Regions from separate parts of the Triticum aestivum genome. Here region 1 is linked to region 2. The links are chromatin contacts, called in public Hi-C maps. All regions are on one chromosome and are shown on one strand. Each heading gives the region's core, a stretch centred on a gene start, on an enhancer-like site or on the middle of the called end of the contact. The rest is flanking DNA. Distances are from core to core; before and after follow the strand shown. Region 1 has its middle 32 kb from the start of LOC123102482. Region 2 holds the start of LOC123102480 (serine/arginine-rich SC35-like splicing factor SCL30).

The links. Hi-C and Micro-C count contacts between places; a contact is called where the count stands out from the background.
Region 1: a contact with region 2 is called in a Hi-C map of leaf, with 6 times the contacts expected there. The contact joins the enhancer-like site here to the promoter of LOC123102480 in region 2. A contact is called at or near these places in 4 of 5 Hi-C or Micro-C datasets (leaf and an unstated tissue).

Annotation. Positions count from the first base shown.
Region 1 is chr5A:100,127,478-100,131,476 of IWGSC CS RefSeq v2.1, reverse strand. No RefSeq gene overlaps it. Among protein-coding and RNA genes, the nearest start is that of LOC123102482, 32 kb to the left of the region's middle. Within about 2 kb of position 1,691, at least 6 of the 8 cell types and tissues checked have an H3K27ac peak or open chromatin away from gene starts, as enhancers often do. A contact at or near this core is called in leaf, where this site is marked.
Region 2 is chr5A:99,738,802-99,742,687 of IWGSC CS RefSeq v2.1, reverse strand. It overlaps LOC123102480 (serine/arginine-rich SC35-like splicing factor SCL30), which reads right to left and starts at 1,691. Exons shown (of 8, transcript XM_044523855.1): 1 at 1,561-1,691; 2 at 440-680; 3 at 250-327. The coding sequence starts at 672.

The DNA of each region.
Region 1 (3,999 bases), core at 442-2,941, 390 kb before region 2:
AACAAAACGGTATGGCTAGGTCTTAGTGGATTGAGATTTAACCAAGTCCCAATCAAAATGCTACAATATGTAAGAAAGAAAGAAAAATTACACGGATCTCAATGTATGATGTTATGAATATAGTATCGATTGAGACATAACCGGGCAAGACCGAAACAAAAATATGTACTCACTCTGTTTTTATTTCCTCTGCATGTCAAGTTTGACTGAAGTCAAACTTCATAAAATTTGACCAAATTCATAGAAAAAGATATAAACATTTATCATAACAAATCTATATGATGTCAAAATACATTCAATAATGAATGTAATGGCATTGATTTGTTATTGTATGTGTTAATATTTTTGCTTATAAATTCGTCAAAGTTTACAAAGCTTGATTTTGATCAAAGCTAATACACGGACTAAATAAAAAGGAGAGAGTGCAAAGCATGTGTTGGAAGGGTCCCTACGAAGCAAACAAATATCGCACCAAAAAATTCAAGATGGTTTTACATGCATGATTGAGGAATGGCAAAAGCTTGGATCCGCCGAATCATGGAGCTAGGTTGGCCATGCATGCGTATATGCGCAACCGTTGGTCCCATTGGGTGGTGACAAAACAATGATGGGATCTCTAGCTATAGACAGCGCTGTTGCAAGCATGCATAGGGCCTCCTGTATTATTGATGGGACCTCACCCCTGACCTCGCCTTGGCCCCGCGCTCTCCCTCTACGCACTGTAGCGGGCGTACGAGTGCTTGCTATAGCTCTCCTACTTAGCAAGTTCCAAATGAGCCGCATGTACTCATGTTTACAGGTAGAGAGTGCCAGGAAGATGCTGTACTCGGTGTGTCTCTGTGGTCACCGGCCGGCGGGAAGATGCATGGAAACGCAACCTTGATTCGACTACTTGTATACGCATACTGCTTTCTTCCCCGTGTATAGTACTGCAAATAATTCATCTTGTCTAGTTGTCTTGCCAGTATGATTAGGAGTCAATCTTCTAGCCATGGGTGTACTTCTTTAATTGGCTCTTTTACTATAAACCCTAATCCATCGATGCTTTGACCGCAATAACCACCATCAAACCAATGAACAAAGCACTAGAATCCACGTACCCTGCATGGGAGATTACCACTCCCATGTTGCAAACGGCCCCAAATTGATGGCGCGTAGCCATTTGTGGGCGAGGAGAGGTAGGCACGCACAGCTCTGCAGGCTAGGAGCCACGACCGTAATGGCAAGGGTAGCCGCAGGGCCGGCCGGCCGATCGAGGAACCGCAGAGGCCGGCGCTTGCGGCAGCGTATCTGCGCACGCTGGAAGAAGATCGCCCCCGCTCCCTCCCCCACCCAGATCGCGATCCCCCGCGCGCAGCCGGAGAATTCACTCCGGGCCGGGCCACCGGCGTAACGCCTCGAAGCGCCTCGATCAGAGCGCGCGAGCGAAACCCTACGTGGGTGGGGTGCGTACGAGAAGAAGGGGTTTTGCTAAACATGGCAGCATTTAGGGCCGAGCATCACAAGGCGCCCAGAGGCAGAGCGCGGGGCAGACGCCGGGGCGGAAAGAGCTACCCACGCGCGCCGCAGGCGAAGGTCGGAGGAAGACGCCATGGAACACGCAAGCCAGGCACCAGACTCCACAGCTAGAGCCTAGAGCTATTGCTCTGCTGCTAGGGCCCCGCGCCCACTGGCTGGCCGCGTCGTCGCTCGAGTCGATGACGTGTGCCCGCGCCGCGTGCGTACACTGCATACCGTATGTATGTATGTATGTATGTATGTATGTATGTGCGCGTGTCGACGTGGTGCACGTACGTATGCAGTACAGTGCGTGTGTGTAGTCTGTAGTGTATAGTAGTAGCACTTAACACGTGAGTTGTACTGTTTGTCTATATGTACATATACAACCGCCAACCGTGAGTGATGCGCTCTGACGCCTGCGGGTACTCCATTGCTCTCTTGCAGTACAACACTTTAGTTTTTCTTTATTTTATAAATCACAAGATACAATGAGGACTAATAAACCAATACGGAGATAATACGAGGGCTTCTACGATGTCCCCTATACAGTAATCTGTAATTAATTGATTCGCTGTGTCGGCGTGGGTTAGCTTCAAATGGAAGGTAAGACTAGGAAGGCGAGTTTCTACTATTGGGCCGGCCAAGGTGTGGTGTCCATTGGTGAAGGGTATTTACTACCACGTACTACTACTGCACGTACGTAGTGCATTATATGGTCTGTACGCAGTGGACACACTGTGGACAGAGCGTGCGTGCGGGGCCGGGTGCCGAGAGAAACACGCTAGCTAGTGACCGATCGATCAAATGGGTGGCTCCATGGCTGGCAGCGGCAGGCACCCTCTCGCCCTACTCAGTGAGCCCTCATCTTCATATCTAATCCGTCGACCTCTGTACACTGTACGTGTACGTGTACGCGCATTCATGGATACTATCTAATCCCTGTGCGCGCGCGTGCGTGCTTGATTCAAAACGAAGAGTTAAAACTTGACTCGATCGGGCGCAAGGTACGTACGACGATCCAGTCCTGGTCCGTCCACACCCCCCTCCGCCGGCCACTCGGAATTCCCTTTCAGCCCCTCAGCCCGGCCATCGGAGAGGAAAAGGACGGAACGGTCGCCAGTACACACACGAGAGCTCACGGCGACACCTTCGGCTCCACCCGTCGGCGCCCTTTTACCGCGCGCTTTTTTTTACGTGCACGTTGGTGGTGGCTCCGGCGCAAATGCGGATGGGATACCTTGCTCTGCTCCACCATGGATTGGGAGAGAGCTACTCCTACTCCTTACTGGTAGGAGGGAGATGGCAGCAAGTGATAGGCTGGGATAAAGGCAGGCTATTTATGCTACTGGCTCGTGCCAGTACGTACTACGTAGAGTAGGAGCCCAATTGAATTTGTTTTGATTTGACATGCCCATGCCCGTTCGTTTATCTTTACGACGTTGGCCGTTTCTTCTCCTCAGTTGACTTTTCCGTTCATCTTCCGGCTCAACAGTAAAACTGCGGGATTAGTTTGCTCGTAAAAGTATTTTTATTACGGGGTAAGGGATCTTCAACAACAGCCCACAAATTTTCTCCCGCATACAGAGGACTGGTCATCAGTCCGTGGACACGGATGCAGAAGAACACCATCCAACCGTAGCCGCATTCTATCCGCCAGCAAATTCAAATTCAAATCAACGTTGGTCTACACAACGCGTCGGATTGCATCCCTAATCACAATCAAAAGTAGGCAAGTATGCTTAGTTTTTACATGCCTGAATCCAAAAGAACATCAGTCTGACAGTCCTTGCATTTTTGCCCAGCCGGACCGACCATCCCAATAAGATGCTTCCCGATCAAGGAGATGTCGTCGCCGCCGCGTAGGCAGCCTCCGCGTCCGCGTCCACCTCCGCCTCCCGCGTCCTCATCTTCCGCCGCCGCCAACTCATCTTTCTGCCGCTCCAGCATATGGTAGCAGATGGATTGCATGATAATTATAACATCGACAAAGAGTTGATATTCAAGGTCACCATCTTGGAGTCCTCCGCATTGGCGACAATCTTTACCCTCTTTTTCTCGAGCGCCGCCTTTCATTCTTCGATCATGGTCCTCCTTTCTTCGAGCTTGATCTTCTTCTCTGTCGCCTCCATCAACTGCTTGAACCTCTCCGCCTTCCGCTCCTCCTTGATGTTCGAGCGCCCCACGCATGCCTCTTCCTTATTCACCAAGTTCTCCTCGAACCTCTCCGCCAGCTTGGCAGCCACACCTTCTCACTTTGCCCTCTCCTCCTCCCACTTCGTGCCCCACAGATTTCTTCTAACCGTCTTCAGTGGTTCTTGGGTTGGGTCGTCAGGGTCACCAGTTTCTTCCTTGTTGGCTTGGACGGCGGCCTTGACAATGAAAAGGTTCCACTTCCGCTGCCCATTCAACTTCAACCAACAATGCAAGACGGTGAAGGACTTCTTCTCCAACTTCTTGTACACCACACAAGCACGAGTAGGCTACAAAAAGTGAAACAAT
Region 2 (3,886 bases), core at 442-2,941:
GACCATTTTCATGTAGCTTAAATGCACAAAGGTGGTTGCAGAGGTCGACACCGCTCGTAAGCTGGAAAATGTTCGCAAGTTACCTTAATGAAACATATCTTATGCATATGGTGTAATGTAACTTATAGAAAAGTTTCAAAGTTTATGTTGCATGGGTTCAAACTTGGTACATTTCCCATGGTTAATAACAAAAGAGCCAAAATAAAATAGTTTGGCAACTGCTAACCAATTTGACTTACTAAAACTTACCCGCTGTAATAATCCTTTGGAAGGTAAACATCCCTAACAGGACCAAACCTTTCAAAAGGAACACGGAGATCCTCCGCTCTGCCAGGGTTGAGATAACCACGTTAAACAAGTCAAGAAATTGTAAAATGAAGTATTGTTTGTTAAGTGAGGAAAAAGAAAACAAGTGGCATCCATGTCAAAGCCTATGCACCTGGCGCTTAATGGGATGTTGCGGACCAAGAGACTTCCAGAACCCTGCTCCTTTCGTCCTCCATATCCACCCCTCCTAGGGGGGCTTCTTCCTCTGCCACCATATCCCCTCTTTGGGGGGCTGCGGTGCGGGGGGCTGCCACCATATCCCCTCCTTGGGGGACTACGATGCGCGGGGCTGCCACCATATCCCCTCCTCGGGGGACTACGGTGTGGGGGGCTGTACCTCCTCATAGTGTTGTCTGTAATCAATAATTCAATATTATAGATAAGTACAGGAAATGTCCAGGACATGGAGATGGATAGAAACAAATAAGAAAAACTAGCGGATTTATCAGCAAGGATGGTTTATCAAAAAATCATGTTTACTGGCACCAGAAATTTTGGATAAGAAAACCTGTAAAATCTGCTATTTTGGACTTCCTCAACCTTACCACCCACAAAAGACAAAGTCCAATGAACATATCATTGGGTTAATGCAATCACAACGAAAGCAGTCCTCTAGCACAACCATGTAGTGTGTGACAAGGCATGTAATATAATAAATCCAAAATCAAAATTTGCAAAATCCAACACTGAATCCACCTTGACATATTCTGCGCAGTTCATCAGATAAGTCTGAAAGCTACAAACATTCCACCAACAGTTCACATATGCGACAGCGAAATGTTATTCAACAAACATAGGAGATGCAATTTGTCAGCATACACATATCACCATTCTCGACACAATCTATCTGAAGATATAACTACGCCATTGGATTGGACTAAACGACTCACGGGTTGGCATAAAGCATGGTGTCTACATTCACAAGGGTAGCATGCCAAAGACAGCAGTTTTGACGCCAAAGGCACCAAGGCGCCGTCAAACACCAGATTTCGACGGTCATCTCAGGTCAGAGGAAGCTCAAGATTGGCACGGTGACGTGGCTGGAGAGAAGCATTTAAGCGCTGGGCAAACGTTTCCGAAGCCCGCGCGGATCTACACGCACGCCGACGACTTCTAGGGTTTGCGGAGGAAAGACCGCGCAAGCGGCCGAGCAAACATGCACATACGAATATTGCTCGCGAGGATGCTGAGACGAGGAGGGGGTGCAGGGAGAGGGAGGGAGGGAGAGATTACTGCGCGTGTCCGGTGAGCGCCCGGGAAGGCTCCGCCGCCGCGGGGGTGCGAAGGGGAATGGGGGAAACCGAAATGAGGGCAGACAGGTCGATGCCGGTGGGGAAGGCGCGATAGAGATAGATGGCTGGCCGGGTTATATGGGCCTTAGAGGATTTGGGCCTGTGGTCGTTCACTCCACTTGTTTACTGTACCACTGGCTACCAGTTTTTGTCAAACAGAGACGAGACGCACAAGGGCAAGCGCGACTGGGCCGGCAGGGTTCGACCTCAGGATCTCGCGCACCTGTGCGAGCGTTTCTAGCCAAAGGAGCTAATCGATCTTGACACCATACTATCGCGAGACTATAAGAACTAAAGACAGCGGCAAATATGAAACTTTTAAAATTTCGAACATGAACATTTTTCAAAAAAGGAATATTTTCAGAAATGCTAACACTTTTCAAATCCGTGAAGAAATTTTTGAAAACTCAATTTTTTAAAAAAAAACGGAATTTTATTGAATCTGTGAACAAGGTTTTAAATTCTAAAAAAAGATTTTAAACGTGAACAGATTTCTAAAATAATAACATTTTTTTAAAGAGGAACGTTTTTTCAAACTCATAAACAAAATTTGAGAAAGCGAACAAAATTTTGAATTTGCGAACAAATTTTGAAAACATGAATTTTTTTGTATGTGTGAATAAATTTTAACAGGAACAATTTTTGAAACTATACCGGTTTTGGGACTTCTATGAATGTTTGTAGCCGGGTTTTTCCGATTTTGGGAACCTTCCAGAAGGTTCCTGAACCAATTTTTCCTTTTTATATTTCTTTCTCGTTTTTATTTTTTAATGTTCCTTCCTTTTTCATTATTTCTCTTTTCCTTTTCCTGTCTTTTCTTTCTTTCTTCTTGTACTTTTCTTTTTGAATTTGTTTTCTATTTTCAATGAATGTTTCAGAATTTTCTAAAAAGTGACAATTTCAGATTTTGTTGTTTTTCAGAAAATGTTCCTGTTTTCAAATTTTTGTTCAAAAATTTCATAAAAGTTCAGAATTTCACAAATTGTTCGCATATTTTTGGAAAAGTGTTTGTCTTTTAAAAAATGTGTTCCAAAACTAAAAAATGTTCGGTTTAAGAAATATGTTCTCCTTTTCAAATTTTGTCCAAAAAATTAAAATATATTCATGTTTTAAAATTTGCTTGAAATTTAAAAAGTGTTCGTTTTTTAAAATTTTGTTCATGAATTATAAAATGCTTAGAAAATTTAAAAAATGTTAGCATTTTTAAAAATTGTTCAGAAAAAATTCAAAAAATGTGCACGTTTTCATTTTTGAGTTTCAAATTTTTATTCGCAAATTTCAGAAAATGTTCGGGCGATTCAAATCATGTTCCCATTTTAAAAAATTATTCACAAATTTCAAAGTTGTGCACATTTTCATTCTTTCAGGAGTTTCGAAATTGTTCGGTTTCAAATTTGTGTTCACAAATTTTAAAAAATGTTCGGGCAGTTCAAAGCATGTTCCCGTTTCCAAAAATTGTGCGAAAATTTCAAAAATGTGCATGTTTTCATTTTTTCAGGAGTTTCGAAATTGTTCAGTTTCAAATTTGTGTTCACAAATTTTAAAAAATGTTCGGGCAGTTCAAAGCATGTTCCCGTTTCCAAAAATTGTGCGAAATTTCAAAAATGTGCATGTTTTCATTTTTTCAGGAGTTTTGAAATTGTTCAATTTCAAATTTGTGTTCGTAAATTTCAAAAAATGTTCTTGTTTTCACATTTTTCAAAATATGTTTGCGTTTTCAAATTCTGTCTTGAAATTTCAAAAAATGTTCCTGTTTAAAAAAATCCTGATTTTCAAAAATATTTTAGTTTTAAAATTTTATTCGCAAATTAGCTATTTGTTTGTGTTTCATAGATCCCTTCGTTTTTTCCAATAAAAATGCTTTTGACATTCAAGATATAATTTGGAACTGCGTTGCGGGTTGGTTCTTTAAGCTTGGCGCTGCTTTAGAATCAGTAACGACTGGTAGGTACAACCACGTCAGCTATAGCAATTTGTTTGTGTTTCATAGATCCTTTCGGGTTGTTTTCAATAAAAACGCTTTTGACATTCAAGATATAATTTGGATCTGCGTTGCGGGTTGGTTCTTTTAGCTTGGCCCTGCTGTAGAATCGGTAACTGTAGGCGTTCTAGGAATGGGGGCACCCAGACTTGCCTACATGTGGCCCACGGCGTGGCTTCATCGACGGCCTGGTACGGCCCACCTTCAGTATCGACAACTCAAGACCCTCACGAGGGGCCAGCCTCGTGAGGCTGCTACCTCTTGAGCACCGCGTTGGTTTTCTCCG